Linked DNA regions of Mus musculus: all the other regions are linked to region 1. Evidence: chromatin contacts called from public Hi-C, HiChIP or PLAC-seq and promoter capture Hi-C data. All regions are on one chromosome and are shown on one strand. The core of a region is the stretch at or near the end of the contact, and the rest is flanking DNA. Distances in the headings are between cores, read along the strand shown. Region 1 holds the start of Tars (threonyl-tRNA synthetase). Region 2 overlaps Adamts12 (a disintegrin-like and metallopeptidase (reprolysin type) with thrombospondin type 1 motif, 12). Region 3 has its middle 52 kb from the start of C1qtnf3. Region 4 overlaps Gm34501 (a long non-coding RNA gene). Region 5 has its middle 69 kb from the start of Npr3. Region 6 overlaps Npr3 (natriuretic peptide receptor 3). Region 7 has its middle 45 kb from the start of Gm34501.

Evidence for each region. Promoter capture Hi-C pulls out the DNA fragments that hold promoters and counts their contacts. HiChIP or PLAC-seq counts read pairs in DNA pulled down with a chosen protein or histone mark. A called contact is a pair of places that touch in the nucleus more often than the background predicts.
Region 2: a CTCF HiChIP or PLAC-seq map of the NIH/3T3 cell line shows a contact between it and region 1, with 5 read pairs. The contact joins the enhancer-like site here to the promoter of Tars in region 1. A contact is called at or near these places in 3 of 39 promoter capture datasets (the 3T3-L1 cell line, 3T3-L1-derived adipocytes and liver), 1 of 15 datasets of contacts at CTCF or cohesin (the NIH/3T3 cell line), 2 of 115 datasets of contacts at active chromatin or transcription factors (embryonic stem cells and large pre-B cells) and 1 of 9 other capture datasets (adipose tissue).
Region 3: a contact with region 1 is called in an H3K27ac HiChIP or PLAC-seq map of hepatocytes, with 3 times the contacts expected there. The contact joins the enhancer-like site here to the promoter of Tars in region 1. A contact is called at or near these places in 8 of 39 promoter capture datasets (cranial neural crest, embryonic stem cells, epiblast stem cells and 3 more), 1 of 15 datasets of contacts at CTCF or cohesin (the NIH/3T3 cell line), 33 of 484 Hi-C or Micro-C datasets (the 3T3-L1 cell line, the AML12 cell line, the C2C12 cell line and 19 more), 18 of 115 datasets of contacts at active chromatin or transcription factors (the NIH/3T3 cell line, the SCID.adh cell line, astrocytes and 12 more) and 4 of 9 other capture datasets (adipose tissue, embryonic stem cells, liver and 1 more).
Region 4: a Hi-C map of liver shows a contact between it and region 1, with 2.0 times the contacts expected there. The contact joins the enhancer-like site here to the promoter of Tars in region 1. A contact is called at or near these places in 3 of 484 Hi-C or Micro-C datasets (liver, nephron progenitors and uterus), 3 of 115 datasets of contacts at active chromatin or transcription factors (craniofacial prominence and embryonic stem cells) and 1 of 9 other capture datasets (embryonic stem cells).
Region 5: a contact with region 1 is called in a promoter capture Hi-C map of the 3T3-L1 cell line, with 4 times the contacts expected there. The contact joins the enhancer-like site here to the promoter of Tars in region 1. A contact is called at or near these places in 2 of 39 promoter capture datasets (the 3T3-L1 cell line and embryonic stem cells), 1 of 484 Hi-C or Micro-C datasets (the HL-1 cell line) and 1 of 115 datasets of contacts at active chromatin or transcription factors (astrocytes).
Region 6: a contact with region 1 is called in a promoter capture Hi-C map of hippocampal neurons, with 3 times the contacts expected there. The contact joins the enhancer-like site here to the promoter of Tars in region 1. A contact is called at or near these places in 2 of 39 promoter capture datasets (hippocampal neurons and maxillary cranial neural crest), 2 of 115 datasets of contacts at active chromatin or transcription factors (fibro-adipogenic progenitors and large pre-B cells) and 1 of 9 other capture datasets (adipose tissue).
Region 7: a contact with region 1 is called in an H3K4me3 HiChIP or PLAC-seq map of embryonic limb bud, with 2.6 times the contacts expected there. The contact joins the enhancer-like site here to the promoter of Tars in region 1. A contact is called at or near these places in 1 of 39 promoter capture datasets (the 3T3-L1 cell line), 1 of 15 datasets of contacts at CTCF or cohesin (pro-B cells), 2 of 115 datasets of contacts at active chromatin or transcription factors (bone marrow-derived macrophages and embryonic limb bud) and 2 of 9 other capture datasets (adipose tissue and pancreatic islet).

Annotation. Positions count from the first base shown.
Region 1 is chr15:11,397,870-11,401,954 of GRCm38.p6, forward strand. Tars (threonyl-tRNA synthetase) reads right to left here and starts at 1,789. Exons shown (of 19, transcript NM_033074.3): 1 at 1,617-1,789. The coding sequence starts at 1,670.
Region 2 is chr15:11,083,092-11,087,191 of GRCm38.p6, forward strand. The region is part of intron 2 of Adamts12 (a disintegrin-like and metallopeptidase (reprolysin type) with thrombospondin type 1 motif, 12); the gene reads left to right. Among named protein-coding and RNA genes, the nearest start is that of Adamts12, 20 kb to the left of the region's middle. Within about 2 kb of position 1,285, at least 80 of the 459 cell types and tissues checked have an H3K27ac peak or open chromatin away from gene starts, as enhancers often do. A contact at or near this core is called in the NIH/3T3 cell line and adipose tissue, where this site is marked.
Region 3 is chr15:10,898,361-10,902,399 of GRCm38.p6, forward strand. No RefSeq gene overlaps it. Among named protein-coding and RNA genes, the nearest start is that of C1qtnf3, 52 kb to the right of the region's middle. Within about 2 kb of position 1,806, at least 20 of the 459 cell types and tissues checked have an H3K27ac peak or open chromatin away from gene starts, as enhancers often do. A contact at or near this core is called in the C2C12 cell line, the CH12 cell line, female germline stem cells and 2 more, where this site is marked.
Region 4 is chr15:11,723,370-11,727,393 of GRCm38.p6, forward strand. Gm34501 (a long non-coding RNA gene) reads right to left here. Exons shown (of 3, transcript XR_383840.4): 2 at 3,281-3,372; 3 at 2,504-2,916. Among named protein-coding and RNA genes, the nearest start is that of Gm34501, 4.2 kb to the right of the region's middle. Within about 2 kb of position 2,607, at least 9 of the 459 cell types and tissues checked have an H3K27ac peak or open chromatin away from gene starts, as enhancers often do. A contact at or near this core is called in liver, where this site is marked.
Region 5 is chr15:11,834,413-11,838,437 of GRCm38.p6, forward strand. No RefSeq gene overlaps it. Among named protein-coding and RNA genes, the nearest start is that of Npr3, 69 kb to the right of the region's middle. Within about 2 kb of position 1,644, at least 43 of the 459 cell types and tissues checked have an H3K27ac peak or open chromatin away from gene starts, as enhancers often do.
Region 6 is chr15:11,859,685-11,863,704 of GRCm38.p6, forward strand. The region is part of intron 3 of Npr3 (natriuretic peptide receptor 3); the gene reads right to left. Among named protein-coding and RNA genes, the nearest start is that of Npr3, 44 kb to the right of the region's middle. Within about 2 kb of position 2,742, at least 11 of the 459 cell types and tissues checked have an H3K27ac peak or open chromatin away from gene starts, as enhancers often do. A contact at or near this core is called in hippocampal neurons, where this site is marked.
Region 7 is chr15:11,772,880-11,776,668 of GRCm38.p6, forward strand. No RefSeq gene overlaps it. Among named protein-coding and RNA genes, the nearest start is that of Gm34501, 45 kb to the left of the region's middle. Within about 2 kb of position 2,037, at least 4 of the 459 cell types and tissues checked have an H3K27ac peak or open chromatin away from gene starts, as enhancers often do. A contact at or near this core is called in embryonic limb bud, where this site is marked.

The DNA.
Region 1 (4,085 bases), core at 539-3,038:
CAGAAGTTTAAGGTACCTGATTATTACAGAGGAAATGACATCACACTTCACATTTCAAGTAATTTTACTCACAAAGTCCCACTCTGAAGTGTTACATGCCCACTCAGGGGATGATTATCTTAAGAAGCTTCCAGCCTCAGACGAATCTCAAGAACCCAGTCGGCCTCAGAAGTAACAGGGTGGGTTTAGCAGGATTAAAAGACAGCAGGAGGGGCTGGAGAGATGGCTCAGCAGGTAAGAGCACTGACTGCTCTTCCAAAGGTCCTGAGTTCAAATCCCAGCAACCACATGGTGGCTCACAACCATACGTAATGAGATCTGACTCCCTCTTCTGGAGTGTCTGAAGACAGCTACAGTGCACTTACATATGATAAATAAATAAATCTAAATAAAAAAAATATTTAAAAAAAGACAGCAGGGAAGGAGGCAAAGGGGTAACCAAGTTATAAAACCATAAAACACCTTAAAAACATAAGGAAATAGGAACAAAATCTATCCATGTATACCTGTCATTCATCGCCTTAAATCTGTAGCTTAAAGCGCATACACAAGCATTTTAGTGATTTGCCCTATCAGGATGGAAACTCCTCTTGATGAAGACCCTAGCAACCGTCAGCAATGGTTACCTAGACAATCTGTCATATGGCCTCACCCCTTTCCAATGTTCCTTAAACCCCCATGCCATGTCACTTTTTGACAATACAATACATACATAGCACCTCCCTACAAAACTCCTGCACGTAGAGAATACTGATAGCCTCAATCGCTGCACTTCCCTCCCGTCTCTCCCTGTACAGCCGGGGCACAATTCATCCCCTGAACCTGGACAGCCCTGCCCTGCCTGATTTACCTGACCTCATTTTTCCAAACCCAATAAAACAGTCTGACTGTGCTTCTCTATAACTCAACCAAGCTAATCAGAGAAGTACGATTTTCCAGTCCTGCACATTTGGGGAGCCCCCAAAGTCAGGAATCGATCTTAACTTGTGTAGCCACCTGGACTGCCTGACTAAGTGCCAGGGCAAATAAATACACAGGGGACACAGGCACAGTTGGCTGTAAAAGAGGGGTGGGGCAGAAAACACGCCAGTGTACAAATGCTGTTCCTAACCAGTGGGTGACAGCCCAAAGCAAAGTTTAAAGGGGATGTGTGTGAAGTTATTTAGGTCGCTTCCAGCACCTGGCAGACAGAGGCTTTAATTTCAAAACAGTCTGTCAATGGGGGCATCCAGCCTTATTTAGCACCCAATCTTGGGCAAACTGGATCTGATCGCGGGGACTGGCTTTTCCTTCCTAACTAGAGCTTTTTGCTCCACGCAGTTTAGGATTTTAAAAAGTTCTTCAAATGTTCTTCCCGCTTATTTTAGTGAAAAAATACAAGCGCGGGAGTCTAAGCCCCAAATGCTTACTATCTGAGCAAACCACTCAGTCTCAATTCACAGATCTCTAGGATGAAGATGCCCCCCCACCCCCCAGACCCTGCCAGCAAGAGTTCCTAACTTATTACCCAGGGCCCCCAATACCGACTGCTCCCTGCTACTTTCCACTCCTGCCCCGCCGGGCAGTGCCGGCTCCCAGAACACATCCGCTCTCTGCACCCCACGGCGCCTGCTCACCGGCTTCTCGCCGTCCATCTTCCCCGAAGGGCTGCTAGCCTTCTCCTGCGACATGGAAGGACCACAGAGAGACAAAACCCGTGAGCTGCACCGCAGAGAAGACCCCAAGCCGGCGGTGTAGACCTACAATTCCGCACTGCGCGTGCGCCACGTGGCCACAGGCGGAACCAGCTAACCAGCTGATGCAACGGGACTCCTGGCCCCGCCCTACCTGGACACGAGGCCAATGGGCTACGCGGAGAGGCGGGTCCTCCCTTTCCTTGGCCAATAGAATAGCCGAGAATGACGAACCCTTCAAGAAATCCCATTAGTTCCAGACTGTGTAGTGAGGCGCGCAAGCGCACTCTTCCCCTTCTGACTGTAGCTTGCATGGCCTTAGCGGCCACCGTAGTGAACTTGAGCTGCTTGGACTGAGTTTCCCGGAATTGCTGGATATGGTCTCTGGCGCTCTGGTTTATCTCAGATGCGCTCTACCTGGAACGTTGGCTGATAATCTGAAGCGATGACTCAGCCTTCCTCATGAGAATAGGACCGATTTGCTGTTTGAGGGACAAGCGCCATTGATCAAAGCTTTCTCAGTGTCTCACGGAGTTTTCCCATAGACGGCACAGAGATAAAATTAACTTTTTACTTGAAGGAATAAACTCCACACAAAAGTCATTGATATCACGGGAGCTCGAGATTAGATTTTTACTACTTAAGCAAAATGCTTAGCAGAAAGTTCTAGTTGGCCTGCTTATCCTAATAGCAGCTGCCAGTTTTTGGGTTGTTCTGTGTTTTTTCTTTGCTTCACTGTGCAGCCAGGGATAGCCTCGAACTTGCAATTTAGATCTGGCTAATCTGGGAGCCTTCTGCAATAGCCACCCAAATTAGAGGATTACAGGCGTTTGCAACCATGTCCACCCAATGTCCACACCACCACCAACCTACACACACACACACACACCAGCCGAGTAGAATTGAGACAGGGTCTCACTGTATGTATAGCCCGGCTGTCCTGGAACTCGCTGAGATCCACTTGAATGTGACAAATGCCTCCTGGGTGACTCTTCAAGGAGCAGGTTCCCATTTCCAAGGAACATATTGTCCAGGGAAACAATACATTTCACAACGGCCTCAAAAAACATGAACTATCTTGGAGTAACTCAAACAAGACAAGTGAAAGATTGTACAAGAAAAACTTTAAGACAATGAAGAAAGAAATTGAGAAAATTTCAGAAAACATAAAAATCCCCCCATGTTCATAGATAAATACAGTAAAAATGGCCATTCTACCATTCTACCACAGGCAATCTACAAAGTCAAAGCAATTGCCACCAAACTTCCAACACAATTCTTTACAGAACGTAGAATGTTAAGTTTTAGATACACACACACACACACACACACACACACACACCACAAAATCACGATGGCTAAAACAATCCTGAAAAAAAATGTTGAAGGTATCACTATCACCAACCTTGTTGTGGGTATAAGAGACTCCCAGGAATCAAAGGGAGGGACCTTAGATGAAATGCCCGACAGTAGGGAGAGGGAACTTATAGAGTCCACCTCCAGCAGGAAGACAAGTGAGGGATGGGGTTGCCATCCCATAGTCACATCTCTGACCCATAATTGTTCCTGTCTGAAAGAATAATAGGGATGGAAATGGACAGGAGCCTGAGGAAAAGAAGGTCCAGTGACAGGCCCAAAATAGGATCCAGCTCTAGGAGAGGTCCCAAGGCCTGACACCATTATTGAGGCTATGGAGAGCTCACAAATAATGATTGCACTCTGAAAGACCCAACAAGCAGCTGAAAGAAGTCAGGTACAGATATTTGCGCCCAACCAATGGACGAAGCTTTCCAGTTTTATGAGATCACATTTATCAATTGTTGATCTTAGAGCATGAGCCATTGGAATTCTGTTTAGCAAATTTCCCCCTGTGCCGATGAGTTCAAGGCTCTTTCCCACTTTCCCTTCTACTAGATTTAGTGTATTTGGTTTAATGTTCAGGTCCTTGATCCACTTGGACTTGAGCTTTGTACAAGGTGACAAATATGGGTCAATTTTTATTCTTCTACATACAGACAGCCAGTTAAACCAGCAAAATTTATTGAAGATGCTTTCTTTTTTCCATTGTATATTTTTGGCATCTTTGTCAAAGATCAAGTGATTGTAGTATGTCTTTTTATTTCTGGGTCTTCAATTCTATTCCATTGATCAACATGTTTGTCTCTGTATCAATACCATGCAGTTTTTATCACTATTGCTATGTAGTAAAGCTTGAGGTCAGGGATGCTGATTCCTCCAGAGGTTCTTTTATTGTTAAGAATTATTTCTCTGTTCTAGATTTTTTGCCTTTCCAGATGAAATTGAGAATTGTTCTTTCCATGTCTTTGAAGAATTGTATTGGGATTTTGATGGGGATTGCATTGAATCTATAGATTGCCTTTGGTAGGATGGCCATTTTTACTATGTTAATTC
Region 2 (4,100 bases), core at 35-2,534, 320 kb before region 1:
GCTACATCCAGTAGCCATGGTAACGCCAGGCTGTTGCTGCTGCTCTGTGGCCCTTTTCAGCTCATGGCTTTAAGTGCACAGTGCATTTATTCCACTGTGATTGATGATGATGGCGATGACTCAAGAAGGGGATAGTTATCAATCACCTTTACAGTTCTGAGACCAGTCCAGCCATTGCCTTCAAAGAACTGCAGAGTCCCAACTCTAAGCGTCAGGAAGAAGTTTAAAGAGGTTTTCATAGGGGTAGAAGGAAAACACAGTACCACATGTACCTACCGCGTACTCATCTTGCCTGCGGTCAGAGGCCATTGGTCTTGCTAAGATTATATGACCCAGTACAGGGGAATGCCAGGGCCAGGAAGTGGGAGTGGGTGGGTTGGGGAGCAGGGCAGGGGGAGGGTAGAGGGGATTTTCGGGATAGCATTTGAAATGTAAATGAAGAAAATATCTAATTAAAAAAACTCATTTATTAATAGATGAACCTTTTAAATTGGCCTCTACCTCCTTCACTCCAGTGATTTCTTGTAGTTTTCAACCATGAATTGTTGCTGTCACACTCTCTGAGCTCAGCTTTGTGGTTCTGAGATGATAATCACCTGAACACAGAACAATCCATCATCGGCATGCTTTCCAAAGCCTGAATCATTTATTTTCACATAATAGTGGAAGGAGGAAGAAGTGGAGGAAGAGGAGGAGGAGGAGGAGATGTGCGTATGTGTATTGTGTAGTATGTGTATGTGCAGTGTGTGTATGTGTAATGTATGTGTATGGTGTGTGTATTGCGTGTGTATGTAGTGTGTGTAGTATGTGTGTTTGTGTAGTGTGGATTATGTGTAGTGTTATGTATGTATAGTGTGTGCATGTGTATGTATAAAGCATGTGTGTAGTATGTGTGTCTGTGTAGTGTGTATTATGTGTAGTGTGTATATATGTGTTGTGTGTATGTATGTGTAGTGTATGTGTGTATGTAGTGTGTGTTTGTGTAGTATGTATTATGTGTAGTTTGTATGCATGCATGTATAGTGTGTATGTATGAGTAGTGTGTGTGTGTATGTGTGTGTATTAAATCATATAGACTGTTTCCAATGTGCTGAAAAAGAAAACACTCACTAGTTCCCCTCTCCAATAACTCACTTTATTCAAGATAAAGAGTGAATCTATTTTCTGAAATGTTGGGCTCTTTATTTTTGATCCTAAGTAAGTAACGACTTGGAGCAGCTATATAAAGGCTCGTATTGTTTAAGTTTATAGAAAAAAATCACTGTGGATCGTCCAAGCAGCTGAGGAAGTGACACATCCCTGCTGAAATTCATACTCAGGAATCACTTAGGAAGGCAGCCTTTGTTCCCGTCTGCCAGGTCGCTGCTGCTAAAGAGTGTCGTTTCTGTCATGGAAACAAATGAAATGTGTGCTTTGAAAAGAAATTTAGCTCTCCTTTCCATATGATCCAGGAGGCCATGGAGCTGTGGAATAGTCTAGCAGGTTCTAAGGAACAAGCTTTCAATTAGTGAGGCCAATGCTGCTACATTTTGAACACTTTAAACTTGTTAGATCCTAACTTCCCCCAAGGCAAGCATTAAGCATTCTCTTGCTGTGTTAATGCTGAGTGAGGATTCGTGGCATTTAAATACTGGGGTCCTGTGTTGGATAGTGTAGCTAGAGGAGTGATGTTTGAGACTATGAACACCCTCAAAGGCAGTCCAGTTCGGGCCAGTTGTAAAACCCCCACTGGCTCCTTTACCACACACAGAAAGAATGTGGTAATATTTCTGAGTTCTTGTTCTGGAACTCCAGATGAGGACAGATGAAGCTGAGGAGTGTGGGAAACTCACCCCTCCAGGCTTCTTGCTTGGCTCCTGAACACAAATGTGGGGGTTCATATTTTAATCTCGTCTGATACCTGAACACAAATGTGGGGGGGGGTTCATATTTTTAAAAACTCATCTGAGTAGTGGTTGCCTGAGTGTCAGAGGTCATTATATCTTCCCAGGGGAAGGGGAACAAATGGCTCTGTTTATCCCCTGCCTCTGCTTCTGGCTGAGGAATGTCCCCTGACTTCTGACCTTTGGGGTTGTCTGTTCAAGCCCATGCTTACTCAGACATGAGACATTAGACTGAGCGTCTGGCTGGTGGAAATTCCTAGCTTCACTGTGGGTGCTTTGTGGGGCAGGCTCCTAAACACAGTGAGCCCCACCTCTCTTTCTTGTTTGTTACTTTTTCATTCATCCTTTCACCTTGTAGGTTCCTACCATGATGGACTGGCAGTGGGAGGGAGAGACCCACAATACCAGGAAATGGAGAGGGGGCATTGTTTTCTCCTCTGCCTGGGTCCTGGCATCTGCAGGAAGAATTGAGAAAGAGCCTTTGTTAATATGGGACATAGGAGGCCAGATACCCTATTATGGGGCTAACAACCTTGTTTAAATGTTTATACAGATTTATCATACAGCCGGACATGACTCCCTTCTCGTGGACGCCTCTGCTCCAGAGTCTATCATAGCTGTTTTCTTCCCAGAAACTGAAGACTGGGAGCCCAGAGTGTCCTCTAAATATTCTTGCCTTATTATCTCCATTCTTTTTGCCACCATGTGAATCATGGGTTCCGGGAGCTTAAATCTTAGGAAAAGCTAGTTCCTTCTCCTCTGACTGACATTTATTAGTCGGGATTTGGGAAAATGGACAAGCAAGAGGATTGAGCTTTAAGTTCTATGTAATTTATACTAAAAAGTTGTAGTTACTTGTGGGAGGTCATCTTTTAGTGGCCACAGGAGTAGTTATTTTTGATCAGACAACCTATATGAAATAAGTCCCATGGATTTGGAAGTCAGGAACAGAGCTCAGGACTTAGCTAGATTTTATACTAATGCCGTTACCCCATACAAAAGCCTCTGTGGCGTTTGTTACTTTAGGTGAACCAGGTCCTTGTGGCCCATGGATTAGACAGATGGGCATCTCATGGGAGCTTGTGAGAAATGCACATTCTATGGTTGTATCTACCTTCTGACTCAGACTTACACTTTAACAAGATCCCAGGTGATTTCTATAAGGATGCAAGAATCACTGACCCACTGACCCACTGACCCAGAGGTACCAATGCTATTTTATTTTACCTTTCTGTTCATTGCATCTTATTGGCGAATTATATTTCTGAAAGTTTGGCGATCCTTATGCACTGTAGTGGATTCATGGGTTAGTTCATTGACAATTCAATACTGAGTGGACTTTTAGGAAGTAGGACCTAGCTACACAAAGCAGGTTACTCTCTAGAAGTGTGCTTCAAAGGATGTATGTGGTATCCTCTCTCTCTCTCTGTTGACTGGTTATCACTACCCACGAAACCTCTACCATCTTATGCTTCTACCATGCTATTGCACTTTGCCTAGGACCCAAGGCAGTGGGGGAGGCTGACCATGAGCTGAAACCATTAGCTAAATCGATGGGTCCTTCCTCCAAATGGATTGTCTCAGGTATTTTCTCAGGGTGAGGGAAAGCAAAGCCTTCGGCCCATGAATGAATCTTTGAGGTATATTTAGAATCTAAGTCACACCAGAAGAATCTTAGTGATTCAGTGTGATCTAAAGAGTCAGGGGACTGGGGAGCTGTTCTAGTTGGTAAAGTACTTGGTATAGACGCATGATGACTGGAGTTTGCATCCCTAGCATCCATGTAAAGAATAGGGATGGGGTGGTATGCCCTTTAATTCTGGCATTGGAAAGACAGAGAGAAGATGACCCTAGAGCCTGGGTGGCTAGAGAATCTAGCTGGATTGGAAAACCACAGGCCCAACAGAAGACTTAATCTCAGAAAAATAAATTAGACATTGAAAGATGAAGGTATCAAACCTCTGACCTATACATGCATGTGCATGCACTTATACACGAGTGTACACATACACATGAACATGATGTACTCATGTGTAATATATGTGCAGACTGAGAAGATATAAAGGACATTGCAGACCTAAATAAGAGTGGTTAGAGTGACCAAATATACCTGCTCATCATATTGTTTTGTTATATGGAAAAATTTGGCCAGAGCAGCTTCTGTTCCTTGGATTCTTTCATTCTCAACTATTGGGTGGGTGTGCCAAGCAACAATGC
Region 3 (4,039 bases), core at 556-3,055, 500 kb before region 1:
GGAAAAAACCAAATCTGGCATTATAAAGTGAAAAGAAAAGTAGTCATTTCTTGCTTTACAAGAGCAACATGTTCTGCGAAATGCATGGCTGTGTAGCTCCTCTTTGTGACCATTAGAGTGTAAGATGATCCTGCTGAGGGCGGGATCATAATCATGAGACTGTGGTCTCACACACAGCCACTGCTGAGTGAAGCATGGTCATGTGTCCAGTGACACACATAAGGAAGGACACCAAGAATTGCATCCAACTCACTAAGAGATATAAGCCACAGTTTATATCTTAGCGTTTGCCTTTTGGCTTATTCTGTTAGCAATAAACAGACAAAAAGCAAACAAAACCCACAACCAACCAACCAAACACCCCCCCCCCCAATAATCTTCATTGAGGGTGCTTACTTTTTTATTAAACTATAAATTATATATTATATAATATGTACTTTCTCATATCTTGAAGGTTTTATTTGTTATCTTTTTGCCTTTTTTTTTTTGACATGATATCATGTGTCAGGCTAACTTCTCTGTCCTTATGTAGCCAAGAATGACTCAGACACTCTGTTTCTCATGCCTCTACCTTTGTAGTGTCGAGATGACTGGTGTGTGCTGCCTCATTAATTTTCTGTGATTTCTCTGTGTAGTTCAGTAATTATCATGGTCTCCTGAAAAACAAAAGTTAACAAGCAAAATTAAACTTTACTAAATCAGTAAATTAAAAAAGAAAAGCCTGTTGGTATAGATTTCTGCTCTAAATGGGGAATGGAGTCGAAATCCAAAAGGCTTTTGTAAAATGTCTTCTGGCAAGTTAGAGGTCATGAACGAGGAGACTGCCTGGGTTTACAGTCATAAGACCACTTGGCCACAGTAAGGAGACACAAGCTAACAACAGCCATGTAATGTGACCCAAAGGAGCAGACACACCAGCACAGGCTGCAGTGATGGATGTCTAGAGGCCAAAGTGGCAGGATGGATAGCCTGCTCTGCTCAGTGGGTCAAGCACACACACTCCCAGCACTTGCCAAGGTACCACCAAAAGGAACATAGCAAACGACTCCAGCTTAACATGAGAGATAAGAACCAGGAACAAATGGGAAGACTTGTGTTTTCTTGTCTGGATTGGGCCATGTGTCAGATAGGTAACGCAGGCTCTGTCTAAGGCAGACTGGCCAGAGGGGGGCTTTGATCCCAAGACTGGTCTTTAGGGTCTGATTATGAGGTTGAAACTTGAAATTGAGAGGCCCAGAGATGAGTCACCTGTGAGCTGTGTAAATGGCAGGATGTTTATTATTAAATCTATACCAATGGGCTTTAGTTTTTTTTTTTTCATTTATTGATTTAGTAAGGTTTAACTTTGCTTGTAAATTTGTGCTTGTTAGGAGACCGTGATAATTACTAAACTACACAAAGAAATCACAGAAAATTAATGAGGCCCAGCACACACCAGTCATCTCTACAATCCAAAGGTAGAGGCAGGAGAAGCAGGGGGTCAGAGTCATTCTTGGCTGCATAAGGACAGAGAAGTTAGCCTGACACATGATACCATGTCTCAAAAAAACAAAAACAAAAAACATTCAAGATAAGAGAAAGTAAGCCGATGATGTAAGCTGGACCGAGGCCTCTGCTCTGGATCCCAGACCCAGCCTTCCTGACTTGTGTGATGCTTATCTGAGTTCCTTGAGACATCTCAAAAGAGCAAGTCAGAGCCTGTTTCTATAATTTGCAATGGCAAAGAAAGAGCCATGTCTAGCACACTGCCCAGAATGTTGTAACCACCATGATGTTTACTCTGGAGGAGAAAAGACACAGACAGCATGAGAGCCGCACGCAAATATCTGAAGGACTGGCTATGAAGCAGCCGGTTCGGACTTGTCCGAGAGCCTCCAAGTGACAGAGAGAAAAGTGCTCTGTGTCCATTGGGTCTCCCCAAAGGTAGGGAGGACTAACTTGGGAAAGCCTGGATTCTGGATCACATCTATGTGTACACTGCACACAATTGTGCAGGCTTAGGGGTAGGACTGTGGGGGTGAAGAGCCAACCTGTCACCATCTTAGGTGTAAAAGCCTCATTATTTACTATCGGACAGGCTAGGCTCACTCCTGTTTATGGTTAAACCTCTGTTTTTTTGAAGGACTGGACCACGCCTCACATTTGAGCTTAACTACAAATGGTTATGTACTGTCTGTTCTAAAATGGCAATCATGTCTTTGCTTCACAAAAATTAATAGCCATTTCGCAATTGTACCTTTGTTGCAGAAGGGTCATTATGACTGCCTGTTGTTATGACCACCTTGCAGTCATCCTATGTTTCAGGAGGTAATTATGCATAACTACACTCATGCTCTGTTCCTATAGCCCTCTCCCTTTTTGCCTGTTAAATCCTTCATTTGAGGACTCCCTACCCCTAAACTATAAAAACCTTGTGTTTCTCACATCCAATGTTGACCTCTCAAACCCTACCTTAGGGGGTGGCAGTCTGTGTACACCAATACAAAGCTTGCTTTAAGTAATTGCTTGCTCTAATTAACTTGGCCATGATGATTTAGATTGGTGGTGTTTCTCCTTGCATCTATGAGATTACTAGGAGAGCAGTCTAATCATTAACTGCTAAAGTTTTCACTCCTGGAAAATCCACCATGTTCATCCCTCAAAGGCAGTTTTTTCCTTGGACAGGCATCCCTGGTACACACTTTAAAAAGTTCCTTTATTTTATACTGCAGTTTGAGCAGAAAGTTGTCCAATAATTTCAACCATAACTTGTCTTTGTCCTCAACACCGAGTGTGAACTCAGGGCCTTGTATAAGACTATGCAAGTGTTCTAACACAGAATGCAGCCTTGGCTAGTCTGTCATTCTTTATTACAGTAAACTCAAAAAGTTAATTCTTTTGCTTCTGGAAACCCAGCCAAATGGTACTGTGACTTTTGGAGCAGAGTAACAGTGCCACCTGTTGGGCAACGACTCTCAAGCTGATTTATTGATTTATTAATTTTTTCCAGATCTTGCCTTTTTCAGAAGGCAAAGGACATCCTATGAATTCCTATGGCATTCTCTAGCAATCTTAAAGAATTGATTATCTTACCACAGCTTGATGCAGTTCGAAGGGCTGTCCCTAAAAGGATAAAAAGCTTAAAAAACCAACCAGGCTGCCCCAACAATATTTATGTTTATAACAGCCACCCATCAGAAGTTCAGTCTTTGTGAGCATTTGGGGAAGACTGGCTTCTGAACGAAAGCATCATAGTTTCACAAACTGTCCAATGTCATCTAAACTATCTTAAAGCCACACAAAATACAAACCAAAGACAAAGAATACCAAATAACACCAGGTTGCTTTAACTCATTTGCCATCCAAAACGAAAGGATCAGCATAGCCTTTGATTAGTCAAAGATGTTTTCACTCATCCAGCAAAGAAGACAGTGCACAGACAGACACCAGCCACCTCTGCAACATCTCTTAGAAACTTCATGGACCATCTGATGTCTTGTTTTTCCGTTTATGCATGGGAACAGCAACTGAGTGTAAAACTGATTTGCTCAGGAGGGAATTGGGCTGTATCAGTGCAGTCAACCATAACTTGCCCCAGAGCAGCAAATCAAACACTCTCAGGTGCTGGGAGAGCTGGCTGTGTAGTGTGTCTGTGCCTGGGGCTCACTGTAGTGTCTCAAGAGCCTAACTGGACCTGATTCACAGTAGACTTCAATAGATATTTATCTAGTGCAGGAGTAGGGTCAAGGGCAGTGTGGCCCAGACAGGCACCAAAGGCTCTCAGACTACAGAGGGTAAACTTCTAAGAGCTGTGCTAATCCTTTGGGCTCTTCTAAGGAGCTTTAAGGGGTCTTGATGTATTTTTCTTCTTATTTTGTTTTAAGAATGTATTTTAACTGGTGATTGAAAGTGCCAGGTGTTTTTTTTTTCCTCTTTCATTTGTTTGCATATTTGGTTTTGAGGACATCAGAGTAAGGCCTGCTCTGCTCTGGTTAATGAGTACCCCAAGTTCACAGAGCAGTCAAAATAAGACAAATAATTATAAGTCCTTCGGTATACT
Region 4 (4,024 bases), core at 1,357-3,856, 330 kb after region 1:
CCAAAATGTGGATATTAAATAAGAACTGCAAATGGACTTTATCTTACCCTGCAATTGTTTCCTAACATTTGAATGGAAATGCCAGATTCTATATGCTTTATGAAACCACCCCCCCATGAGCCTGATAATTCAGTAAGGAAAAGGTTTTTTTAGAATATAAACAATTTAACATGCTTTTATCACCAGGACTGTGATATGGTCTGATTAGTGTTGTAGACATATTCGGTTGGCTGTAATAGATCAGAGAAAATAAAAATGAGATTTGTGTCCCTGTCATTAAATACTTAGAAAGTGCCTATCGTGTGACAGGCATTCTTCAAACCTAAGAAAAGAATGAACAAGAGAAGCAAGCTGGCACTCCTGTCTTGCAATGTTGACACTGCAATGAAAGATGTTAAAGAAATTTTATTTTAATATACCAAAGAGCCAATAGTTCAAAAATAGCAACATACATACAAAACATGTTAATGCAGTGTTTAAATGAACCCTAGTAAATAAGATAAACGTGGTCCCATGTCTCTACTTAAATGATATTTTGTTCACATGAATTGAGAGGTCCAGCAAAAAGCATGTCTTCTATGCAGTCATACCTGTAGGCCTTTTTTATTGTCTCAGGAAACAGATCCTTTAAAAAATAGCAGGGTTGTCCAACACCCTCCTAAGCTGAGAGAGAACGGATGTCCTGAAGAGGCCAGTTGGTTATAGAACCTCACACAGTTGTGTGCCAAGTCTGTAACAGATAAATGGAATGTACAAAGGAACATTCCAGCCTCAATATTAAGAACACTAACTTAGACTATCACTGTTCACAGCTATGAAGTACGCATCTCATCCTGTTCTACCAGGATTAAAAAATTTGTCTTTCTTATCAGGTGTGGTTTGTTGTTGTTGTTTGTTGTTTTTGGGGGTTTTTTGTTTGCTTGTTTTTTGTTTGTTTGTTTGTTTGTTTGTTTTTGTTTTTGTTTTTTTTTGGTAATTAAGTGTTCATACCCTGCAGTGAAAGTATGAAAGTGTTAGGAATTCCTGGCAGTTGATGTTTTGGGGGAGATATCCAAGAGCTTGTCTTCAGCCTCAAGCTTCACTGTGACACAGTGTGGCCCCTGGAGACATAAGGACAGGTGGGGGAAGCTCTTGCAGCCGTCATCCCACGAGCTAGTGGAACAGATACACAAGAAAGCACACATTTGCTTGCCTGCTTGCTTGCTTGCTTGCTTGCTTGCTTGCTTGTTTTCCATTGTAATGGTGCCTCTCATTGGGCTGTGCAGAGAGTGCCGTGCATAGAAGAGAGGGAGGACTGCCTAAGCACAGGGAAGGTGGGGATTCTGAAACACTCTACAGAGGAACACTCTACCTGAGCAGAATTCTAATGGATGATGGGAAGAAATTCAAAGGTTTTTTTTTTTCTTTTTAAAGCCAACAATTTTCAGAACTTTCTTCAAATTGGGAGTTTCACTTGAAGATGAATAATTGTGCTCCAATTATCCTATCCAAATGAGCATCTGACCTCCTCCCCAAATTCTGGGCAGCTCCAACTCCACTTAACTTAATCCCATATGCTATTTTCATAATGAGGAATGGCAAGACAAGTGTCTCACCGGTAACTCTTTGCAGTGGGGCCAGCTTTGACTAGCCTGCCTTGGCCAGTTCTTCTGGTGTCATGGTAAAGTCAGTGGGCATTTTCCTTCAGGACTCAAGGCTCTAAAACTCAGTAGTAACTGAGTCTCTCCTGCCACTGACTGTGAGGTGTGCCATGCAGGCTGTTGGTTCACAAGAAATTCACTCACTACAAAAATTCTGAGACTTACCAAATCCCAGAACCTTCACAGCTCCTTCTACCCCTTCCCCAAGCAGAAGTGACGGGACGTGGAGCCAGGAGTTGGGAGCAATTAAAAGCAGCCAGTCATTCTACTTGCCCAGTTCCTATTTAAAGGAAAACATAATTTCAGTTAATTTACTTCTTAGTGTAAAGTCTGGCAACTACAAGTCCTGCCACAGACACCGTCATGGGGTCCATTATGAAAAGGAATAGCTTGGGGTAATTAAAGTTTAGGGTCTGAGAGGGTGGACGAAAACCTCCACGAGAGTGACCCGGCAGCTACCTCATTTGGCAATCCCTGAAAGTGGCTACTTGCAAAATATTAGGACGACAACAGGAAAGATGGGGTCCACCTCCCAAGTCAGAATTCGTTTAGAGATAGTCAGAAGTGAGTCACATGTTCATTTGAAACGGAAAATATGGATTGTGACCCTGAGTGAGAGTACATTGTGACTCTTTTTTTTTTGAAAAAGTTCACACCTTTCACACCTCACAACAGGCCTTGCCCCTAATGCTGACTAACAAACACCATTATCTCTAGTAGAAAGAGTTTTCCTGGTGGACTGGACAGGATGGGGAAAAAACATGGCCCTGCCTCCCACACTGCTTCTCCTGACATCCTCCCTCCCTTTCCTATCACTACAATGTGTATCCAAGAGAGTATGATGATGGAGAAGATGCTGGAAGAACCTTGCTAGCTTGCTGCATACTTGCCATACACAAACACACTTGCTTATTTGGCCTGACTGAATAAACAGACTCCGGCACACAGGGAAACCATTTTGCTCCCTGAGTCAATACGATAGAGCCTTGCAGTCTAGGGTAAGATGGAGTTGGCTGTTCATCTAAAGGCCCTTCCTTCCTGCTGTTTGACCTGTCAACTGGTCTCCTTGCAGCCTGCTTATCTTCAGTCTGTAGCGCGCATTCTCAGGCTAAGACAGAGCTGCTTCTGCCTTCCTCGGCACCTTCTTCTGTTTCCATTGTCTCTTATCAGCTGTGATACGGTCTCAGGTTGTGATTCTAGACATCGGTGAGCTTGGATATTCCCTCTGCACCAAGTCCAGAGGCTGTTCAAACAGCCACTGGGCAAAGACAAATATCTGTCAAATGAAACATTAATGACTAAAATCAATACTTCCTTAGCCATCGGAGTGCTGTGTTGACTGATCTCACGTCACAGACACAACTACTATGGGAAAAGGTGATCCTATTTCATGTGCCTGGTTTATTTTTTCACTTGCCTGGTCACCTACACTTCTAGACTACACCTTTAACTCTTCCCACCCCCAAGTCCTCTACTTCTCCAGTTTTCCCATCATGCTCAGCGAAGACTGAGAACTCATAGGAATAAGCGTCATTCGTTTTCTACCAATAGACATATCATTTCCCCACAATCAGTTCCCCCATTCTTCATGTCTACAGTTATGCTGAGTTTAATCCAGCCTCTAGATCGCTATCTCTCACCTTCTCAGACTCCTGGCTTCTGCTGGTCTCTGCTCTCTAACAAGAAGCAATCTAGGATGCAACTCTAACTTTCCAGGGCCTCAGAACCACTTCTGAAAAACAAAAAGCAAAAAAACTGGACTAGAGAGATGGCTCAGTGGTTAAGAGCACCGACTGCTCTTCCAGAGGTCCTGAGTTCAGTTCCCAGCAACCACATGGTGGCTGTAATGGGATCCAATGCACACTTCTGGTGTGTGTCTGAAGACAGCTGCAGTGTACTCATATAAATAAAATGATTAATATATTTTTAAAAACCACATCTGTCCCTATAGATTCTTCCATAGCATCTGTCTGGGACCTGATTCCTCTCTAATCCTTCCCACCTTGCACATAAGTTACTCTATTAGATACCATACAAACAAAACCACAATTGTGAATGTGGTTCCTGCTTTTGCCAAGTGCCTGCTCACTCACTAACAGACACAAAAAGTCTTCTGCAATATGGCCTATCAGGAAGTGTTAGTGAAAATGAGGAAAGGCAAGCTCTGTTGGGTCTCCCTTTGGTTTTCTGGCTTATTTTGGTGTTTTAAAGGTTCATTTCATTTGTTTTATTCTCTCTCTCCCTCTCTCTCTCCCTCTCTCTCTCTCCCTCTCTCTCCCTCTCTCTCCCTCTCTCTCCCTCTCTCTCTCTCTCTCTCTCTCTGTGTGTGTGTGTGTGTGTGTGTGTGTGTGTGTGTGTGTGTGTGCATGTGTATGACAAATCCA
Region 5 (4,025 bases), core at 394-2,893, 440 kb after region 1:
AAGTTGAACCCAATCTGTGCCTAGTGTTCCCAGCTGAAGAACAAAGCTACACACTGCAAAGGAGACCTCCCGCTCTAAGGCTGTACACCAACAAGACTCCTGTTTCCTATCTATGAGCTACTCTTGACCCTGGGAGCCTAAGAACGTGAGGAACAGTTGGTAACATTTACCTCATGAAGATATGAGCTTTGAGCACAGTGCTTCTAAACCTTACAATGTCTTCGTTGCTTTCTTGTTTGTACAAAAAGGGAAACTGAGGCTCTGAAAGATGCTATGGTTTAGGGGAGCACAATCTATCAAACAGAAGCACGAGAGTTAGAACTTTGAAGACCTTCTTGAGGGACTAGCTTTAGAAATGAGGAATATTACTGGGTAAGTGTGTGTGTGTGTGTGTGTGTGTGTGTGTGTGTGTGTGTGTGTGTGTGTGTTGCATGCATGTGTGTATGCATGTGTGTGCTAGCACCCATGTACACAGAAGTAAAAACCAGAGAAAGACTATAGAATGTCTTGGTTTTGTATCATTTTCTATCCTGGTGTCACGGTTCTCTCAGTGAACTAGAAGCTAAGCCGGCTTTCTAGAGAGTTCCGAGGAGTGACCGGTCTCTGTGCCCCAGTGTTACAGGTAAAGGCATCACATCATGCCTGTTTTTCTGTTTGTTTGGTTTTACAAAAGTGCTAGGGATTCCAATTCACTTCCGCCCTCATGCTTGAATCGGAAGCACTATTACCCCCTGAGCCGTCCTCCCAGCTCCGCGGGGTGAATATTAGCATTACAGAAACCATATTGGACTTTCTTTAAGTCATAATTCCCCAGACGTAAGAAATGTTTTGTTTTGAAACCTGTGCTCGACAGAGACGCTTGAGGAAAAGAAGTGGCATCAGAAAATTCTCTAACAACCAGAAGCTTGGACGCATGCACGGCGCTGAGAGGGAATTGAGACGGGAGAGGAGCCACACAGCCTGCATACTTGCCTAATTATCTGTGTACTCAGAGTTTGCAAGGCCTAAAGCCCTAATACAAATAAGTGAGGAAAAGTATCAGAACACTAGTGGTGCAGGGGGGTCAGCAAATTGGAGAACTGGCTCCACCCATAGACATCCTTTCTTTTCTAAGCAAACAAACAAATCAAAACAAATCCACGGACCACTGATTCATAGCCCCTCACTAGAGATTATGGTGGACAAGAAAGCTTACAGAAGAAACTGGATTTGGACTTCAGATAAAGGTTTGACTAGTATGAAGTAAAGAGTCACTGGGCAGGAAGATCAGTGGGAAATAAAATCTAAATAAGCAGTCAGGCTTGGTGGTCCGGGCCTGGGTAGCAGTATTGGGGAGGGGAGGGGAGGGGAGGGGAGGGGAGGGGAGGGGAGGGGAGGGGAGGGGAGAGGATAAGGAGTCTGGAGTTCAAGGTCATCCTTGGCTCTGTAGCAAGTGTAGGGCTAGCCAAACTGCATAAGACCATTTCAAAAAAAAAAAAAAAAAAAAGTCTGACAAGAAAGAGATGATTTCTGGGCAAGAAAGGAATCAGTTGATGTCATCAAGTTCAGCACAATTTTCCTGAACCAGACAAATAGTGACTAAGCCAGTGCCACAAGCCTCAAAGAATCAGAGTGACAGATTGTGGAATCTGACCTGTGGAGAGTGAGAGTCAAGAGGCTCAGGGTATCAAATGCACCAAGTATTTCAGGAATGCAGGATGCAGCATTTGTGTGAGGAAGGAGAGGGGGAAAAGAATGCTCAGAGACAGAGTGAAGAAATAGTCTCTTCCCTGCTTCCTTGGGATCAGGAGATCAGGTCTCATGTAGTGATGGTGAAATGAAGAGCTGGGATCTGACTGGACATGGATGGTAACAGAAAGAGAAGTCACTCACAGAGAGCAGAAAATGACGGTGGCTTATTACTAAATGGATGGGTGACGCCACCACCGAGAGCCGGGTGCCTGACTTGAGACTGTAGCTCTGGCCTCTTGATCACTTTGAAACCCAAAGCAGGTTACTTCAACGCCTCAGTTTATGTATCTCTGAGGCGAGGAGGAAAACCAACCTTGTCACAGAGCTGAAGAAATTGAAGGAGGGAACACAGATGCTGAGCCCAACCCTGGGCTGCGGGTGGCCCTCAATAGACACTTAGCATCCTCCAACAGAGAAGGCATGCACTCCAAATGCTTTGCACTTCCCTTCTGAGTGAAATGCGGAGGATAGTCTAAGGTGTGCACACTTAAGACATGAGGCGGCAAGCTTTGCTTCAATATGCTCTCTCTTGCTCGACGTTTGCCTGAAGCATGAAATACCTTTAAGACCACCCAGGATATTTCTGCTTTGAGGGATGTCTTTCCTGAACAACTGCTATTTCTCAAGCCTTCCCCAGGCTAACCTCTGCCCCACCAGAGAATGCCTGGCTCTGACCACTCTGCTTCATGGCAGAAGAGTTGCACAGCCTGGAAGGCAGCCCTGTTCTGGGTCTCTTCTGGAAGAATGGTTATCACTACCCTGGCCTTGAGGCTGCTGGATCTGGAAAGAGGAAGGCTCTCTGGAGACCTGGAATCCCACAACCTCCCCTGTAGTGTGCTCTCTCTCAGCCTGCATGCTGATTCATGCCTCTCTGTCCCTTTGAATGTAATATGTGGGGGGGGGGGGGGAAGGAAACTCTTTGGTCTATACCGACAAACCTACCACTTGGTAACACTGTCCTTTTTTCTTCATTAAATTTTTTAATGTTTTAATTGAAATAGAATTACATCATTCCCCCTCCCTTTCCCCCCTCTCAGAAACTCATCAAACCCCTTCCATGCTCCCCAATTCAAGCTGATAACTTAACTTCATTTGATTATTATTGTCACATGTATATATGTATATAGGTATATTATATATGTGTGTATGTGTATGTATGTATGTATGTATGTATGTATACATATAGACTGTTGGGTCCACTTTCACAGGATGTGTGCATGTAGTTTCCAGGCTGACCACTCTGCATAGGACAGCTACTTAGTGGTCTCATCCTCTTAGTGAGGCATGGTGGGAGAACTCGATAGCATTCCTGTTGTTATTACCTAAATGTGAAGTGTCACCAACAGGATCAGGCTTGGGAGTTTGATTGTCAGATGGTGGGCTTTTGGAGATAGAATGGTCCCTTGGTGAAATCCGGATCTGGTGATGCTACTGGGAGTTGGTTAAATGTAGATGGGGTCTAAGCAGATAAAGTAAATGACTGGGTGTATGTTTGGGGGACTACGGCTCATTCTGGTCCCCTCCTGAATCCCTTTCCTCTGGTTCCTGTGAATAGCCTATCTATTCCTCTACATGTGCCCTCTGACATGATGTTCTGTCTCACACAAACCCAGAAACATGGGTCTAAACAACCATGAGCCAAGCCCTCTGACTCCAAGAGCCAAAATAAATCTTTCTTTCTCCTGTTTCTGTTAGATAATTTGGTCACAACTTCACGAAAGCATTATATCCATCGTATTCCTGGTCCTGAGGGCAGCTAATAGTAGGAAAGCTATTCCTTATGACAGCTGAGAGACAAAGGTCTTCTTTCGGGCAAACCACAGCTTCACAGGAGGGAATTCTGAGGAGAATCCAAAGGACTGCGTCAGCAATAGAGGAGGCAGAAGGCAGGCATGACATGGCCACAGGTTCAACATTAGCCCCTCCACTCTGGTGAGAGAACGCGTTTTTGGATGTACGTGTTCAGCACTCTGAAATCATCCAGCTATCACAGTCTCCCTTTGGTCCTTGTCTATGCCTTCTTCAGAGTTTCACTTCATTATCAAGAGGCAGAGGCCACTTGCCACCCAATCAGACTGAGAAGAAAGGAAACTGACTGGGACTTTTACCAGGACTCTCCTGGCCTTGAAAGCCCTCCAAAGTATTGTGCATTTGTCTTATTTTGCAGAAGCCAACAAGTATGACAAATCTGTTGAATGTTTTATGATATGCCATGGAGGAGTCGAAGTCTGAAGTCATGGCAATCCGGTGAGGTTGTAACTGATATTGCTTTCGTTTTTCACACAAGATCACAT
Region 6 (4,020 bases), core at 1,492-3,991, 460 kb after region 1:
TTTTGGTGCATATCAAGCATTAAACAACTAGTTTTGTGAGCCACATGATGTTCTCAGTCGTGTACTAAGAGTCTTATTCGGGATATGGTAAAAAGACATAAAATAGAGCAGATAGTATTAGAGATGTGGAAGATGGTGGCGAGAAGCTCAGTGAGATGGTGCGAGAAGCTCAGTGGTGGTAAGCAAATGCTGAACTGAGTTTTGAAAATGAGCAGGTGTGTGGAAGGAAGATTTGTAAAAACACTATGAATAGAATAATGTGGCAAGAGCATATCCAGACCACTGCTCCATTGAAAGCAGCAACTGCTCTGCTGAGCTGAGGCGAGAGGATGAAGGCCACATGGAGACAACAGGTGGAAACTCAGACCACTGGGATCAAGAGTCCTCCCCAGGGAGCTTGGCCTGTCCTTGGTAGGCACTCGATAACTTGACTTGCATTATTTCCTCCTGAGAAAGACTATGAAATCCCTTGGGTAGGTCCTTCTTCCACATGTATACCATTACAACATAAACTGGAGTGAAATGATCAAATACCATCTTGAAACACTGGGTAATTTGCAAATGGTACAAACGGCACAAAAATATTCATACCTTGTTTCAAGAGATGGAGTTAATGACAGAAAGCCAAGGTTACATGAAGAATTGAACATTCCTCAATGAATCTGGGAGGTGCTTGTGTGAGAAACGGCCTGCCCAGTTCTTCTAAAGGGGAACCCACAGGAAGAACACCCCCACTGATGTTCTGTATGGCCCAACTCAAGGGCCTATTCACAGATGGCGTCTCCCCATTCAAGATACATGAATAACATCATCTCTTTCATGGGCACACCCACATAGGGCAGCTCAACACCTAGTTTCATTTGTCCTTATCCTACCCCCTCCTTGAGTCTTGTTTTGCATCATAGGACCAAATATTTCAGACTTGCCAAAGTCCAGAACCTGGGCTGCTCCAGCTTTGCCTTTTGCAGCTGTGTGCCTCCATGGTTCTGGGCCTTCAGTTCCTCATCTTAAAAGTTAAAGAAATAACAGTGCCTTCCTTCTGGGGTTGCTATCAGGTTAATGAATGTAAAAGTCTTCACACAGCTCCTGCCACCATCACCCCGTTAGCTTGGATTGCTGTGATTTTCTAGAGATGAGAAGTCTTAAACCCAAGGATTCTGCTTAGCTTCTAATTCCAATAAGCAATCGCTTTTATTGACCCATTTTATTCTTGATGGAAAGTAGGGCTCCTCATTCACACCCTGGTGCCCCAGACAGATCTCTTATAGCACCATGATCCTCATACCACCTAGTAGAAAGCACTGTCCAAATTTGTTTATCCCACCGACCCTCAGGGCACATAGGACAGGTTCAAGGTCACAGAGATCTTGTAGTTGGCAACTAGCTGGATCTATAGTCCACTCCTAACTGGGACTCCTCACTCAACCCCTCAAATCTCCAGATTCCTCATTTGTGAAATACAAGGCTTAATTTAGCACTGGATCGCCTCACAGAGATTTTCTGGGGATTAAAATGAAACACTCACGGAAGTCCCTGAGACCATGAATGCCTTGGGTTCTTGCTCTTAGCTGCCAAGCTTAAGTCTCAGAGACACTGTTTTCTTAGGCAGAGAATGCTATAGAAATAACATCTACCAGTCAAAGATAATTTTCGGGTGCCTTGAATATGCTAATTTAATTTTCCAAAGGAATACAAATTTTTCACTTAGACCATGAAGTCATCATGATTTGAGAAAGCATGCATGCTGATGAATTTTAACAAGTAGAGCTTAGCTGTTAAATTTAACATAGCCATGCTTCCCCTATGGGTCTATCTTCTCTTCTATAACTTTAAAGAAATCACCTTGCTACAGGGGAATGGCATGGGATCCTGGTTGGAACATGTTAGGGAGGTGGGGCCTCTAAGAGAGCACTAGACTTCCCACATCTTCCTGAAGAGCTATCTGCTGCTAACTGTTGGCTTCCAGAGAAGGAGTCATGTTCTTCAATGGCATAGCCACTGTGGAGTTGCCCATCCTCCAGGAAATGATGCCCCACCCATGTTCATGCAAGCAACACCTGCATGAGAAGTACCATCGTTTTGCTCAGTCTTCCTGAGTTTTGTTCTTGCCTGTAACACTCTGTAAATCCCTACTCTTGGGCCCCCTACTGCATCTCTGCTTAAAATATGACATGAGTTCTAGGGCCTCACCCTGTTTACTGTGTCTGCCTCCTCCTTTCCCTCCTCATTCTCATCCTCTTCTTCTCCCTCCTCCTTTTCTTCTCTTCTTCCTCCTCTTCTTCTTCCTCCTCCTCCTTCTGTCCTCCTCTCTAAATCCTCATCCAGAGATGCCATACTGATGTGGGCCATTGATGGGCCTGGTCATACACCCTAGTACCATGCCCTAACTGTCTCTTTCCAATTCCTTCCTTCTTGAGGCATTCTCTATAGGAAGAACATAGGCATCCTCTATAGGAAGAACAATCAACGGCTAAGAAAGATGAACTTGAATTGGTTTTGTCCTAACAAGTTTGACGCCGAACAAGGCAGGCTCTGGGCGTAAACTCTGGTCTGAAATCTCCTTCTGTCTTGATTTCCAAGTAGATTGCAACAGTTACCTCCTTAAAGAGTGGAGTGTCTCCCTCTCTTGCCACAATTAGCAGAAGAGATGCTGACCCCAGTGAAGCTGGCGCCCTGGCCCTCTGCGGAGGAGGTTTCATCGCACCTACCTCATAAGCCCTCAAGTCAGAAACAAACCCCCAGACACTGTCTTTTCTCACAGAGAACATTCTCACTCTCACACATGGTTTTTAGTGGGAGGGAAACCCGTTAGCACATTACAGGCGCCGAAAATTGCAAGTGCAAATTAAGGAGAAAAACAATGAGAGAGGGGGAGAAGACGATATTAAGCTGTATTAAGAATACCTTCCTTTGGACTTCCCAGCTAGAAGGAGCCAGATTACTTGGTGTGCCTCCCTGTCTCTGGACAAAACAACCCTTGAACCTCAAGGTCCTGGCTATGACAGACCATACTGTTGTTACCAAGCACAGGAAATGGGATGCCCTTAACTAGGCATTAACTTCTTTTGAGTGTTCATCATCTGTTTTAGTTACCTAAGTACCCTGACAAGAGGAGCGGAGGGACAGAAAGGCTTGTCTTGCCTCACAGGTCAAGGGAGCAGTCCTCAGAGAGGTTAAATCCTGGTAGCAGCAGCTTGAGCCGGCGACTCCCACTGCACTGCAGTGCTCAGGAGGCAGAGAGCAGTGAATGCTTGTGTAAGCTAGCTTCTTCCTTTGGACGCAACCCAGGATCCTAGTTCAGGGAAGCTGCCTTTCGTGTGGCCTCTCCTGCTTCAATTAGACAATGCCTCACAGGCATGTCCACAGATTTATGTAATCTAAATAACTCCTTGGGTGTGCCCAGGAGATTGTCTCCTCTGAGATGCCAGATCCTTGAAAGTTGACAATCAAAACCCTCCACCGTAACATCCTTCTAGCCAGAAAATCCCCGCTTAGCATCATTTGCTGAGCTCTTAAATTCCTAAGTGCAGCCACTCCCGGGCCAGATAATGAAGCTGTTGCATTAAGAAAACATGGCTGTTTGCGATCTCCATCGGACAGTATCACTGACCCATGCAGACAGGCTGTACACGTGGAGTCACGATGTGACCTCTTGTCTGCCAGCGCTGCTAGCCATTCTCTCTCATGGAAAAAGCCAAATAAAAGTAATCATATTTTTTCCTTTTTCAAATGAGCATAGATGACAGATGGCACTCTTGCATGCCCCGCTCTGTTACAGTGCACAGTATCTTCCCCCATTGCTCCCCGGGGAGGCAAATTCCTGTTTAGATGAACTGCTCAATGCTCAAAGTAGAGCGTGCTGCCCACTTCAAATGCCATGAATCGTGAGAGGAACCTGTAAAAAGGGGGTGCCTGGACACCAGAAAAGCCCTCAAAGCTCTCAGGTGGGGGATGCTGGGAGAACGCTCCCAAAGGGGAGTGCCAAGCTGGACCATCCTGGGGTTTTGCCTGTGGCATTCA
Region 7 (3,789 bases), core at 787-3,286, 380 kb after region 1:
TTTGCAGTTTTGTATGAGTACCCAAGGTCTTTCTTATGATTGGTCTTGGAGATCTTTCCTTGGTATGGTTGTTAATGTTGAAAGTACCTGTTTTTTACATCCATGAGGGCATTTTGGTGGTTATAGCCTCCATAGCACTCTGGTCAGCCCTTTCTGAGTTCATTTATTGAACGAACATTTCTTAGATGCTTCCTGCATCCTGGGGATACACTGGTGAAGTAGATAACCAAAATCCTTAGTCAAATGAGCATAGTGCAGTGAAGAAAAACAACTCGGAAAGAGACAAATAAATATGGAAATATTATATGATTGCACATTCTAGCCTAAAAACGGAAGATATGGTAGAGCATATTTCTAGATAAGCAAGGCCCCAAACTCCACAAGATAAGAAAAGGAATGGAGGGAGAGGAGGAAGGAAGGAGCAGAGAGGGAAAACTTAAATGCAACAGCTACATAGGTAGGAAATAGCTAGGAACTGTGGCTTATTTGGACTGATGAGTTGAGTAAGTTGTCTCTAAGATTATGGCCAAATACTGTGTGAGTAGAAGGCACATGAAATACTGTGTGAGTTGCAGGCACATGTTTGAGGAGAAGGCGAGCATCCCAGGCACAATGAACAGTAAATGCAAGATCGTCTGAGGAAGTACAAGCTTGGTTCACACTAAGAACAGAAAATATCCAAAAGGTGAAGAAACTTGTCAAGAGCAAGAAAAAGTGAAGTCATATAAGCACACAGAAGCCAAAGGTCATGTGCACTATCAAACAGGGCAACTAGATTGTATCTTATCCTAAGGTGGACTGGAAAATATTCCAAGGTCCTTCGCCTTATGATAAATGTTTTCCTCTTCTCATCTTTTATTATTATCTGCTTTCTTGCAGTAGAGTTTGTGTTGGGATCTTTTTGCCCCTTTCTTACAACACAGGATATATTCCCCATCCCCTGGAAGATAGAGTAGGTAATTTGACTCCATATTCAAAAGATTTGAATAGATTGACCTGCACAGAAGTCTTTGTCAAGACAAGACCCTAAACTCTCTCTTCTTCCTTTATGGCAGCCAAGGTTGCATACCCGAATGTTCCTCAGCTGGAAAAATGCTGAAGCCTTCTTCAGACTTGGCTCTTAAGTACAAAGCAGGCTCAAGAAACAAAATGATGTGCCTCAGTCACTGAGATATTGGGCTTGTTAACGGAGCACACCCTTTTGACTCTGATTAATATACCTCCAAAATGTTCTCTGGTGAAAAATAAGCTCTAAACCGACTCACTGCCAATCCCTAGAAATCAATTTTATAGACCCCGATGATTACTCCTACGATATAAATCCAATCAATATTCTTTCAGATCTTTGGTTTCTCTAAACATTTTTTTAATTCTCATTTCTCTTCCCAGACTCAGTCCCTAGCAGATATGAATCATTGTCAGCCCTTGCTAATAAATCAAAAAACCTAACATAACGTTCATGTGTTCTTATTCAGAAAGAGAAATACAACTCATTGTTTTCATTTTAAAGGTGGAGAGATGTCTTGCTCACAAGGAGCTGTCTTACAGTCTGGGAGAAGGATTTCACAAAGGAGACTAAGGCATGGAGATGCCAACACTACTTCTATACTCAAAACAATACCTAACACCCAAGGGAAGAACCGAACTCTTTTATCCTTTCTACTTCCCTTCTCAAATCCATAGACAAGGATACACATGTAATTTTTGCTAACACCCTTTAAGTTCATTACATTCATCCTATTTGTTTACAAATCCCCATCAATAAAGAAATCTTCTCCATCTACATTCTAATGGGATGCTTTGGCCAGGAGTAGATTGTCAATGGGACTTCTACACAAGACAAATAAGCTTAGGGGAAAAAAAAACTTAATTTCTTTCAAATGTTCTTCTTGGATCATGCTATTTCTTCCAGGCACAGCATTCTTTAAGCCATTTCCAATTCCTCTGATCAAACAGGCTCACTAATACCTGGGGCTTGGGCTCCTCCAAAAGATCTGCTTTACTAACCATCTGTTAAAGCTCCTCGGACATTTCTACTTAGTGAGACTCACGTGTCATCTGGAATGCATTTGCACCCTCTGAACCGTGTCTGAGACGTCTTATTGGATCAGCTTACCTCAATCACACATGATATTTTCAAACGTATTTTCTTTTCTACTTTTTTTTTGGAGAAATCAAAGTCTCACATTGTATCAGAACTATTTAAAAAGTTATGTATCTATAAAACAGACATAAAACGAGAGCCTTATTTTGAATTTAGCATCCTAAGCCTGAAGGATGCTGAAGGGATGTTAAGTAACCAAGAAAAACATCCATCACTAAAATGTTCAGGTAGAAATTTTTTTTCTGTTTTTTATTAGATATTTTCTTCATTTACATTTCAAATGCTATCCCCAAAGCTACCTATACCCTCTTCCCCTGCTGTTCACCTAACTAAGAACCACTCACAAATATCAAGATTATGAGCAGCTTCTGGTGTTCCCATTAACTGTGTGTTTATAGGAAAATGTATCCACATCATTTACTTTCATTGGAAAAAATATATTGTAATGGTCTTTGTCTATGATTGTCCTAAGAAAGGAGCCATGATTGGCTACCATGGTCTCTATTTAAATCAGTTAGCTCTTCTGTATGCCACTGCCAAAAAGTAGGAACACTGACTCCTCATTTATCACGTAAAAAACAATATATGTCCATGTACAACACAAGTATTTTGCACATTTACTATCGTTCCTAATATTGAATTGTACTGAGAGTATGAGTTCGTAGAATAAACACAATAGATAAATCTTTCAAAATCCTGTGTTCCTTCTTGAGGAATGAAGGGAATGTGGTGAATGCTTTCATGGATCACCCAGACTGTGTACCTTCATATCTTAGTATAAAGAACGCTCATGGGAGATGCATCATTTAATTCTCAGAACTCTGTGAAGCAGATTTTGGTTTTCCCATTTAGCAAATCTCAAGCTTACAATAACACAGTGACCTCCATAGGTAAGAGACACTTACCTAAAGCAGGAAGTTCACCACTAGAGCCTGAATCCAGATTCTAAGATTTTTCTCTTTGTATTTACCACTTCCCAAAGCCTGGGTGAACAAAGATGGCCACAAGTAACTTCAGAAAAAATATTCTCTTAAAATATTAAAGGAAGGAAATGCAGAGTAGAGATGTTTCTAACCATTCATCTATATAAATTCTTAACACTGTAAATGTCATGGTAGTCAGAAAACTTTTTACTGACAACTCTCATCAACAGCTACAAGCATATTTTATGTGCAATATTTGGTGTGTGTGTGTGTGTGTGTGTATTTGTGTCATATCTGTGTGTACATAAACAATAAATGCATGGGTGCCCTATAGTACACATACAGTAACTACAAACCTACCCTACTTCTAGTAGCATCAGAAATAGTAAAATACTAGACACCAAAACAATTGCACACCAGTTCAGTGCACCTACTGCTCTTCCAGAGGATCCAGGTTTGATTCCCAACATTTGCATACTGGTTCACAATCATATATACCTCTAGTCCTAGGGCATCTAATACCCTCTTCAGGCCTCCGCAGGCACTGCACATGTGATGCATAGATACTCATGCAGACAAAGTCACCTATTACACATTAAAAAATAAAAATAAAAATGAAGAGGAATCCTTAAATATAAAAAGTAAAATAGAAGAGTAAAACACTTAGGAATAAATTGATTGTGAGATAGGTATACTGAAACTAAAGAAATACTAGGGGAAAAATAATCTGGTGTTGGTGTTTATGGATTGGAAGAGTTTGAG